Regions from separate parts of the Oryctolagus cuniculus genome. Here region 2 is linked to region 1. The links are chromatin contacts, called in public Hi-C maps. All regions are on one chromosome and are shown on one strand. The core of a region is the stretch at or near the end of the contact, and the rest is flanking DNA. Distances in the headings are between cores, read along the strand shown.

Region 1 (4,545 bases), core at 1,557-4,056:
AACCGGATCAGCCTGGGTGCCAAGTTGAAATTAGCAGGCCTCCAACCATGTAAAGCAGCAAAGGAATTCCTTGAAGAATGTTAAGACCATGCCTGCCCCGTGTCGACCAGAGACTGTGGGCACGCACAGCAAGGAGCGGAACAGACCCGAGACGCCCACTCAGGCCCGGCTGGCAGAGGCGGACACGCAAGGAAGCCAGGAAGCTCTGCTGGGTCAGCCGAGAGAAGAGGGACCCAGACGTGGACGTGAAATAGGGGACACGGCGACTGACCTTACAGAGTGAAGTGGGAACACCAGGAGCGGCGCTGTGCCAAGAGAGGACGCAACAGACCAAACGGACAAGCGCCTGGAACAGCACAAGTCACTGGTTGAAAAAAAAAAAAAGGGGGGGGGGATTTGAATGGTCCTGGGACGAGGAAGGGAGTTCCGTGAGCAGCTGCAAGCCTCGCTACAAAGAACTGCCCGTGCCGGGTAGCTGCCCCGTGAATGCCCCCGCGCACAGAAAGAGCACTGGGGGTGGACGACGTGGCGCCGCGGGCTAAGCCGTCACCGGGAATGCCCGCATCCTACGGCGGAGTGCAGGCTCCAGTTCCCGCGCTCTGCTTCCCATCAGCTCCCTGGGGATGCGCCTGGGACGCAGCAGGTGATGACTTGAGCATCCGGGTTCCTGCCACCCACGTGGGAGACCCACATGGAGCTCCTGGCTCCTGGCTCCCAGCCCTGGCTGTTGTGGCCAATCGGGGAGTGAACCAGTGGATGGAAGACCTCATTCTGCCTTTCAAGTGAATGGATAAGGCTTTAAAAATAATTGATGCTAACACTTTACTATTTCAGAAAACAGAGGAGGGAATACTTCCCAACTCATTCATTGTGGCCGGTGCCACCCTGATAACAAAGACGAAGATATCACAAGAAAACTATAGACTGACATTCCTCACGGGGCTAGGCACGGAAATCCTTAATACAGTATTACCAGACCGAATTCAGCAACATAACATAGTATTCTACACATGACCAAGTGTACAGAATGTCTCCTGTGTCTTAGGAAGCAGGATTAACACCCCAGAGTCGGTTGATGTGATGTTAACAGGATAAACGTGAAAAGCCCCATAGATGGAATGAAGGCCTCTGATAACACTCAGATCCAATTCATGATTAAAAAAACAAAAAAACAGGCCAGTGCCGCAGCTCACTAGGCTAATCCTCCACCTAGCGGCGCCGGCATCCAGGGTTCTAGTCCCGGTCGGGGCGCTGGATTCTGTCCCGGTTGCCCCTCTTCCAGGCCAGTTCTCTGCTGTGGCCCGGGAGTGCAGTGGAGGATGGCCCAAGTGCTTGGGCCCTGCACCCCATGGGAGACCAGGAGGAAGCACCTGGCTCTTGGCTTCGGATCAGTGCGGTGTGCTGGCCACAGCAGCCATTTGGGGGGTGAACCAACAGAAGGAAGACCTTTCTCTCTGTTCTCTCTTTCTCTCTCTCACTGTCTAAATCTGCCTGTCAAAAAACAAACAAACAAAAAACCACAAACTACGTAAACTGACCAAGGGCACCTGCAGACAGGCCACAACTCAGTCCTAGTCAACAGTACGGGACTGAAGGCTTTCCTGCTATAGTGATGAGCAAGGCAAGCCTGTTTACTCTCACCACACCCGCTCAGCTCGGTACCGGAGGGTCTAGCCTGAACCATACGGCAGAGCAAACAAACAATTTAAGACCCCTTATTTCAAAGGAAATATTCTTTTTGTTCAAGGTAAAACAATCCTTTGTGCAGAAAAAAAATCTGAGAATCCACACTAGAAACAAACTAGAATTAGGGGCCATGGTTGGGGCACAGTGGGTGAAGCTGCCACCTGCCATGCAGGCACATATCAGAGCACAGTGTCCACTCGTATGTACACCCAAGTGCTTAGGCCCCACCACCGATGTGGCACACCCAGTGGAGCTCCTGGTTCCAGGCTCAGAGCTGGCTCTTGTGGCTTAGAAATGGGAGATCTCTCTCTGCCTCTGTCTGTCCTCTCTCTATTCCTCTGCCTTGCAAATAAAATTCAAAACTCAAAAAAAAAAAAAAAAAAAGGCTTCACTGATGACTCTTTTTCTTTTTTTTTTTTTCAAATCAATAATCTTTTATTGCATTATTAAAATACCACAAGACACAATCTGGGTTCTTGTTTCTGCAGCCGGATAACTTTTAGGTCTTATTCATCAGCCTGTTGAACTGTTCCTTTTTCAGAGACATAGATGCCATCCAAAAATTTTCTGATATCTTTATTTTTAACTGTTGTTGCCTGCTGAATCAAAGCAGCTGAATTTGAAACAAGTTCAATGTCATTTCCTTCAAGCACTAATTCATCTTTCTGGGCTTGAGACACTGAACAGGCAACACCTGGCCTCATCCGAACCCTTCGGATGTACTTTTCACCCAAGAAATTTCTAATTTCAACAAGAGACCCATTCTCTTGAATAACCACGTTGATGGGGAAGTGAGCATACACTGACCTCATCTTGTAACGGAAGCCCAGTGTAACCCCCTTGATCATATTCTGTACGTGACTACAGATCGTGCGAACAGTTGCCAGTTCCTTTCCATTTCCCCACCATTTGTCAACCCGGAGCCTCTTCTTTTTCTTTCCCAGGAGACTGAGTTCCACATTGATGTGATTGAAGTCCCCCCGCAGGGTTCCTCTGGGCCCCTTCACAATGACTGTGCGCCCCTTCAGACTGATGTCGACATTTTCTGGGATGTCGACCGTCTGATTGCTGAGAACGGTCTTCATTCTCGCAGTAGATGCGGCAAAAAGAGCGATGACTCTTTTTCTGCCTCTCTAAAATCCCAGGCCCCCTTCCCTTCCTGGAGATGCTCCCATTATAAGCCTGTGGCCTGTTCCAGTGGCCTGAACGAAATCTGCCCCCTCTCCCTCCCCATTGCCGGTGCATGTTGTCTCTCATATCACGAAGGCTTGCCTGCAGTCATTCGCCGCAGCGTTACTCAAGGACTGAACACGGTCCAAGTGCCCCTTAGTTGGTGAGCTGCTAAACAAAGTGTACATCTACATAGTGGAATTCTATTCAGCCACAAAAAGACTGATGTCTGCTCCGCCGTAGATGCACCTTGGAAACATTATGCTAACTGGAAAGAACCAGACGCGAAGAAACTGCATATAGGATGGTCCCACTCATACGCCAGGTTCAGAGAAGGAAAACTGAGCCCGACAGAGAGCAGAGGTAGCCTGGCACGAGCCGTGGGAGTGAGGGGTAGAGAGACTGAGAGCAGGTTACAGGACATCTGGGGGAGGGGCTTCTAATGTCTGAATATGGTGACGACTGCACAGCTCTAGGTTGACTGAAAGTTATGGATGATGTACGTACGAGTGGACACTGTGACATATGAAGTATACTTCAACAAAGCCGTACTAAACACGAAGAACAGGGGCCGGCGGGGTAAGCCGCTGCGTGCAACACCGGCATCCCTTATGGGCACCGGTTCAAGTCCCAGCTGCTCCAGTTCAATCCAGCTCCCTGCTAATGCACCTGGGAAAGCAGCTGAAGGTGACCCATGTGCTTGAGCCCCTGCCACTCACATGGGAGACCCCAGTGGAATTCTAGGCTCCTGGCTTTGGCCTGGCCCAGTCCCAGCAGTTGTGACCATCTGGGAAGTGGACCAATGGATGGAAGATCTCTCTCTCTCTCTTTCTCTCTCTCTCTCTCCCTCTCTCTGCAAGTCTGACTTTCAAATCAATAAGTAAATCTTTTTAAAAAACACACAAAGAACAAAAGGTAGAATTCAAATGCTGCCACGGATAACAAAATCACCCCACCCCAGCCACTTCTATCCAGAGGTGGGCATTTGGCCGACCGTTAAGCTTCAGGCCGGATGTCCAGAGCCCATGTTGCAGTGCCAGGCTTTGAGCCCTGACTCTGTCCAGCCTTCTGCTAGCTCTGACACTGGGGACAGCAGCGATGGCTCTAAGGCTTGGGTCCCTGCTGCCAACATGGGAGACTTGGATTGACTTCCCAGCTCTCAGCTTCAGCCTGGCCAGCCCTGGCCATTGGTGGGCATTTGGGGAGTGAGGCAGCAGATCTCTGTCTCTCAAAACAAACAGAGAATTTGTGCCGCAGATGGGGGTGAGCACCCAGACCTCTGTCTTTTAACATGAACTCGGCTTCTGCAGAGCGACGTGAATGAAGCACAGAGAACAATTCCCCCTTAGCTTCAGGGTCCAAGCTGCATCCAAATGTCAGGACCACCCAGCGGAGCCCGGCCCTTGCCACCATATCCGGAGCCCTGTCATTGCCTTCAGACGTTCCAGTTCAGGAGAAATAAAGAGGAAGAAAAGAAACGTGATGAAGAAGCAGGCTGCAATTCATGCTGTGGATCATGGAACCGAACAGCACAGTGAGAGAAGTGAGAGGTGGCAAGCAAGCTGACCCTGCTCCCCGAGAAGTTCTAAACATGGGCTTGATTCTTCTTAAACAGCTCACGTCTAGGATCCAGTTATTCCATATGTGGCCAATCCCCACTAAGCACTCTGTGGGTGTGGAACAAATAAG
Region 2 (5,013 bases), core at 2,457-4,956, 230 kb before region 1:
AGTACCCACTGAGCAGCATTGTGAGACAGGCATGTTCCGGGCATTGCTGCTGGGGCAGGAAACACCACAGTGCTGGCCACAGCACACGAGCTGGCCGACTCATTTCTGACTTTAGCCATGACTGGCAGGAGCGCATTATTATTATTATTATTATTATTATTATTGTAAAGGCAGAGCTACAGAGAGAGAGGGAGGGGGGAGGGAGAGAGAATCTTTCATCTGCTAGGTTCACTCTCCAAATGGCTGCAACAGCTGGACTGGGCCTCATCTAGGCCTCCCACACGGGTGGCAGGGCCCCAAGCACCTGGGTCATCTTCTGCTGCCTTCTCAGATGCACTGGCAAGGAGCTGGATGGGAAGTGGAGCAGCTGGGACTTGCACTGGCGTTCACACGGGATGCCAGCATTGCAGACTGAAGCTTAACCCACTGTGCCGCAAGGGCACCCCGGAGCACCGCTCTCACATCCAGCGTCAGCCCTGAGGATGACGGGTGACTTCTGACCGTTACCCTGACTACCCCAGGAGCAGCGCGCCAGCAGGCACTCCCAGCTGGCCACGTCCCAGGCGTGAGCTCAGCACACCTCTGAGACACTTCACGAGACCGTAAATCACGCACCGTGTTAATTCCTCGCAGTGAGGCGGCACTGGCAATCACTCTCGTGGTTTGTTTATGCTGAGGTGCCCCCCCACGCGTGTTTCACGCTGCGCACACGCGGCAACACCGACCCATTCACAAAGCTCTCGCACTGATAGCGATGGGGGCGGGGCGGTCTGAGCCCCAGAGGAGCTATGCCAATCGATATTTAATTATAAACTGAAAAATCCTATGAAGAGAGACGAGGCTGATCAGAGACAGTAAAGCATCAGGACCCCAGCCAAGGGGTTGGAGGAAGGTGGATTTAAACAGGCAAGATTCCAGTGGAGGGAGGCAGACCAGACACGCCTGCTGGTGACGCGAGTCTCCCGGCAGCCCCGTGGCCTGACAGTGGACACCACTCACCACGGGTGGCACCTTTTCTGGAAGTCCAGATGCATTGGAGGGCCTCTGAATATCAGTACTGGGGCCTCCAGCGACACTGGCATCCCACAGGGGCGCTGGTTCGAGTCCCGGATGCTCCACTTGTGATCCAGCTCCTTGCTAATGCGCCTGGGAAGGCAGTGGGAGATGAGCCAAGTCCTTGGGCCCTGCACCCACATGGGAGACTCGATGGACTTCGGGGCTCCCGGCTTCAGCTGACCCAGCCCTGGGGAGTGAACCAGCGGATGGAAGACCCCTCTCTGTCTCTGTCTCACTCTGCCTTTTAAGTAAATAACCAATCTAATAATAATAAGAGAATGTTAGCGCCAGGTGAAGAGGAGGGCAGGAGATGTTCAGAAGCCCCGGCCTGGCACAGAGCTCCTAGGCGGGTATAGCGGAACCAGCGCCCCCTGCTGCCTCCCAGCCGCTACTTGCATTGACACTCTGGCCTGCCTTCCTTCACCCCCCTTCATTTCTGTCCTTCTTCCTCCCGGGGGTGATGGCAGACGTACGTACGTTGCCGTTGGCCTACCTGAATTCTATCCCCCGCTCTTGGGCAAGCCACCAACCAACCTCAGTTTCAGTTTTCCCATCTGTAAAATGGGGGGTTCGGTTGGGAGGACAGTGAACTAAGCAACACACACGCAACAGTGCCTGAGCCACACCAGACGCTGTGCCAGCGAGGAGGGTCACTAACCACCAGGCAGCACCCAGCGCTCCTGGGGCTCTTACAACCGCCTCCCGGGCCAGCGCCGTGGCTCACTTGGTTAATCCTCCGCCTGCGGCGCCGGCATCCCATATGGGCGCTGGATTCTGTCCCAGCTGCTCCTTTTCCAGGCCAGCTCTCTGCTGTGGCCCGGGAGTGCAGTGGAGGATGGCCCAAGTGCTTGGGTCCTGCATCAGCATGGGAGACCAGGAGGAAGAACCTGGCTCCTGGCTTCGGATCTGCGCAGTGCACCGGCCGCAGCGGCCGTTTGGGGGGTGAACCAACGGAAGGAAGACCTTTCTCTCTGTCTCTCTCTCTCACTGTCGATAACTCTATCTGTCAAATAAAAACAAAAACAAAAAACAAAAACCCTGCCTCCCTTCTTGCTCTCAGCCAGAACACTTGTCTCTGTAACTCCAGCGTTCTACGCGTGCACGGAGCCGGGTCCCTGGATGTGCAGACTAAGCCTGGGCCCTGTCCCATGAGCACTGCTGCCCGAGAGATGGCAGGCCAAGTGACGCCGGCCCCTAAGCTCTGCCCTGCCTGCCCAGTGCCGACACCTGAAGGCCACAGTGACCGTGTTCTCCGTTCCCACCGGGATTTGCCAAGGCTACCTCACTGCTCAGAAAGATTCAGGCTTTGCATTTTTTTAAAAAAGATTTTATTTTTTTTCCTGATTTACACAAATTATTTATTTTTACTTTATCTGAAAGGCAGGGGGATGAAGGGCTCTTCTACGTGCCAGTTTATTTCCCTAAAGCCTGCAACAGCTGGGGATGGGTGAGGCCAGTGCTAGGAGCCTGGAACTCGGTCTGGGTCTCCCACAGGGACCCAGGGACTTGAACCATCATCTACTGCGTAGCAGGAAGCTGGAGTCGGAAACAGAGCTGGGACTTGAACCCAGGCACTCCGGACAGGACACAGGCGGCCCCGAGTGTCTGAGCCTCTGCGTCCGCCCAACAGCCGCCCCTCGGGCTTGGAATTCCTCCCTGCGGTGTGACCCAGCGAGTCACTCGCACTTGCTCAGCCGGGATTCATGGAGCCCTCGCCTCCTGCTCCAGCCCCGGGAATAACACATCTACTGCTGATGACTGCACCCACGCCGCTTGCCCCTGACGTAACTCCTGTCGCGACCATTTTACAGAGGGGGAAACTGAGGCATGGCGTGTCGCAGTCAGTCCTAGCGTTAACTACAATGCTACCTGATGTCCACATCTGCGTCTCATCTACAGTACAAGGATAATATATATTTTCCAAAACTCACATGCCGAAATAACTTGCCATCTACCATCGTGACTCACAAATGAGGAGGCAGAGCAGCCTGGCAGGCCACCACCTGCCCTGGTGGCGCCGGACAGGCTGGGGCTGGGGATTAAGATGCTGGCCCCTGCTCCATCTTTTTGCCTGTGCCAGGGAGCGGTACTGCTGAGGGGGCCAGCAGGCTGCCCCCTCCCACCTGCACGGCGCTGAAAACGCAGATGGAAAAGCTCCCTTTCAAATATTAAGAAATCAAAAAAAAGAAGAAGAAAACACAAAAAACAAAACCAGCAAAGCACATGGCCTCTTGACTACAAAGCCTAAACTATTTACCATCTGGATTCCCACTCAGGATCACGCATGCTCTGCGCCGCAGGACACACACGCAGACATGCACAGAGGCGTGCGTGTGCGTGTCCACCTCTGTCAGCTGGATTCTGTCAACTGGTCAGAGAGGATGACAGCACCTGCTCCCTGACCCTCAGGGGTAGATCCTCAATCTACCCAGGGGGGCCCTCCAGCAGTCACTCCACCTGCTCCGGGCTGGAAGCTCAGAGGCACACGACCACCCACACTCACCCACTAGGGCTGGAAGCTCAGAGGCACACGACCACCCACACTCACCCACTAGGGGGTATCCGAGCACTGCTTAGGAAGCAGCGGGGAGGCACTGCGGCCAGACTGGTTCAGTGGAGAGAGAGAAGTTTACCATCTGCCTGGATGAGCGCCTCCACGTGAGATGCTTTGCATAGAGGCGTGGACCGCCGGTCCCAGACGTTGCTTGGAGACAGATCTGACAAGAAACACCCTCAGCTGGCTGGGATGAGGAGGAGTTAACACCAAGACCTGGGAGGAAGAACTGCGCGCCAAGTCCACAGCTCCTCCCGGCGCCCGCACAGAGCTTTTACGGAAGTGTGTTGAATACGCCACAGGCGGAAGTGTGTGTGTGTGGGGGGGGGGGGAGTCTGGGGGTACCGGCCAGTGCAGCCGAGGGGCTTCGGGCCTCGCTGCTCTCCCCAGCTTCCTGGTCTGACAGATGGGGAGGGCAGGGTTACATGGGCAGGGAATCAGCCAGTACCTAGGAGGGGCGGCTCTGAGTCACCAGGGGACTTCCAGCCAGGTGGTCTTCTGCCCACTGGCAACCATGCCAGGAGCGTGGGTGTGGTCCCCATCCCTCCCTGACCCTTTCTCAGGTGCCCTCGCGTGCTTTGGGTGCTACCTGCAGAACAAGGCGTGAAGCCAGTCCTTGCGACTTAAGTCTGCTGCAGCCTGGAGTTCCAGCACTGGGGTGACACCGCGGGACCCCACCAGTCCCGACAGGCATCGCGGCGGAAATCTGCAGAGTGGGCTGGGCTTCAAAATGTCTACCAGATGTGGACATGTAGCCTGGCAATTAAGCCACCGGTGAAGACACCAGTGTCCCGCTCCAGAGACCCTGGATCCGATGCCTGGCTCTGGCCCCTGCATCCAGCTTCCTGCTATGCAGACCCAGGGAGGCAGGGGTGACGGCTCGAGTCACTGGGATCCTGTCACCCAAGTGGGAGACCTGGACGGGACTCCTGGTTCCCAGTCCAGTCCAGTCCTGCTCATGATGGGCATCTGAGGAATGAACTAGTAGAAAAGATCTCTCTAATTTTTTTTTTTTTTTTACAGGCAGAGTGGACAGTGAGAGAGAGAGACAGAGAGAAAGGTCTTCCTTTGCCGTTGGTTCACCCTCCAATGGCTGCCGCGGCTGGCGTGTTGCAGCCAGCGTACCACGCTGATCCGATGGCAGGAGCCAGGTACTTATCCTGGTCTCCCATGGGGTGCAGGGCCCAAGCACTTGGGCCATCCTCCACTGCACTCCCTGGCCACAGCAGAGGGCTGGCCTGGAAGAGGGGCAACCGGGACAGAATCCGGCGCCCCGACCGGGACTAGAACCCGGTGTGCCGGCGCCGCTAGGTGGAGGATTAGCCTAGTGAGCCGCAGTGCCGGCCAGATCTCTCTCTATAATTAAAAGAATAATTTAAGCCCACTGGCTTTGTCACCACCAT

The links. Hi-C and Micro-C count contacts between places; a contact is called where the count stands out from the background.
Region 2: a contact with region 1 is called in a Hi-C map of an unstated tissue, with 5 times the contacts expected there. The contact joins the enhancer-like site here to the promoter of LOC100346036 in region 1. A contact is called at or near these places in 2 of 6 Hi-C or Micro-C datasets (ear pinna and an unstated tissue).

The regions. Positions count from the first base shown.
Region 1 is chr4:168,772,582-168,777,126 of mOryCun1.1, reverse strand. LOC100346036 (large ribosomal subunit protein uL6-like) reads right to left here and starts at 2,806. Exons shown (of 1, transcript XM_051858918.2): 1 at 2,088-2,806. The coding sequence starts at 2,771. The coding sequence ends at 2,193.
Region 2 is chr4:169,003,679-169,008,691 of mOryCun1.1, reverse strand. All of the region lies in intron 1 of CMTM8 (CKLF like MARVEL transmembrane domain containing 8), which reads right to left. Among named protein-coding and RNA genes, the nearest start is that of CMTM7, 25 kb to the left of the region's middle. Within about 2 kb of position 3,706, at least 3 of the 8 cell types and tissues checked have an H3K27ac peak or open chromatin away from gene starts, as enhancers often do.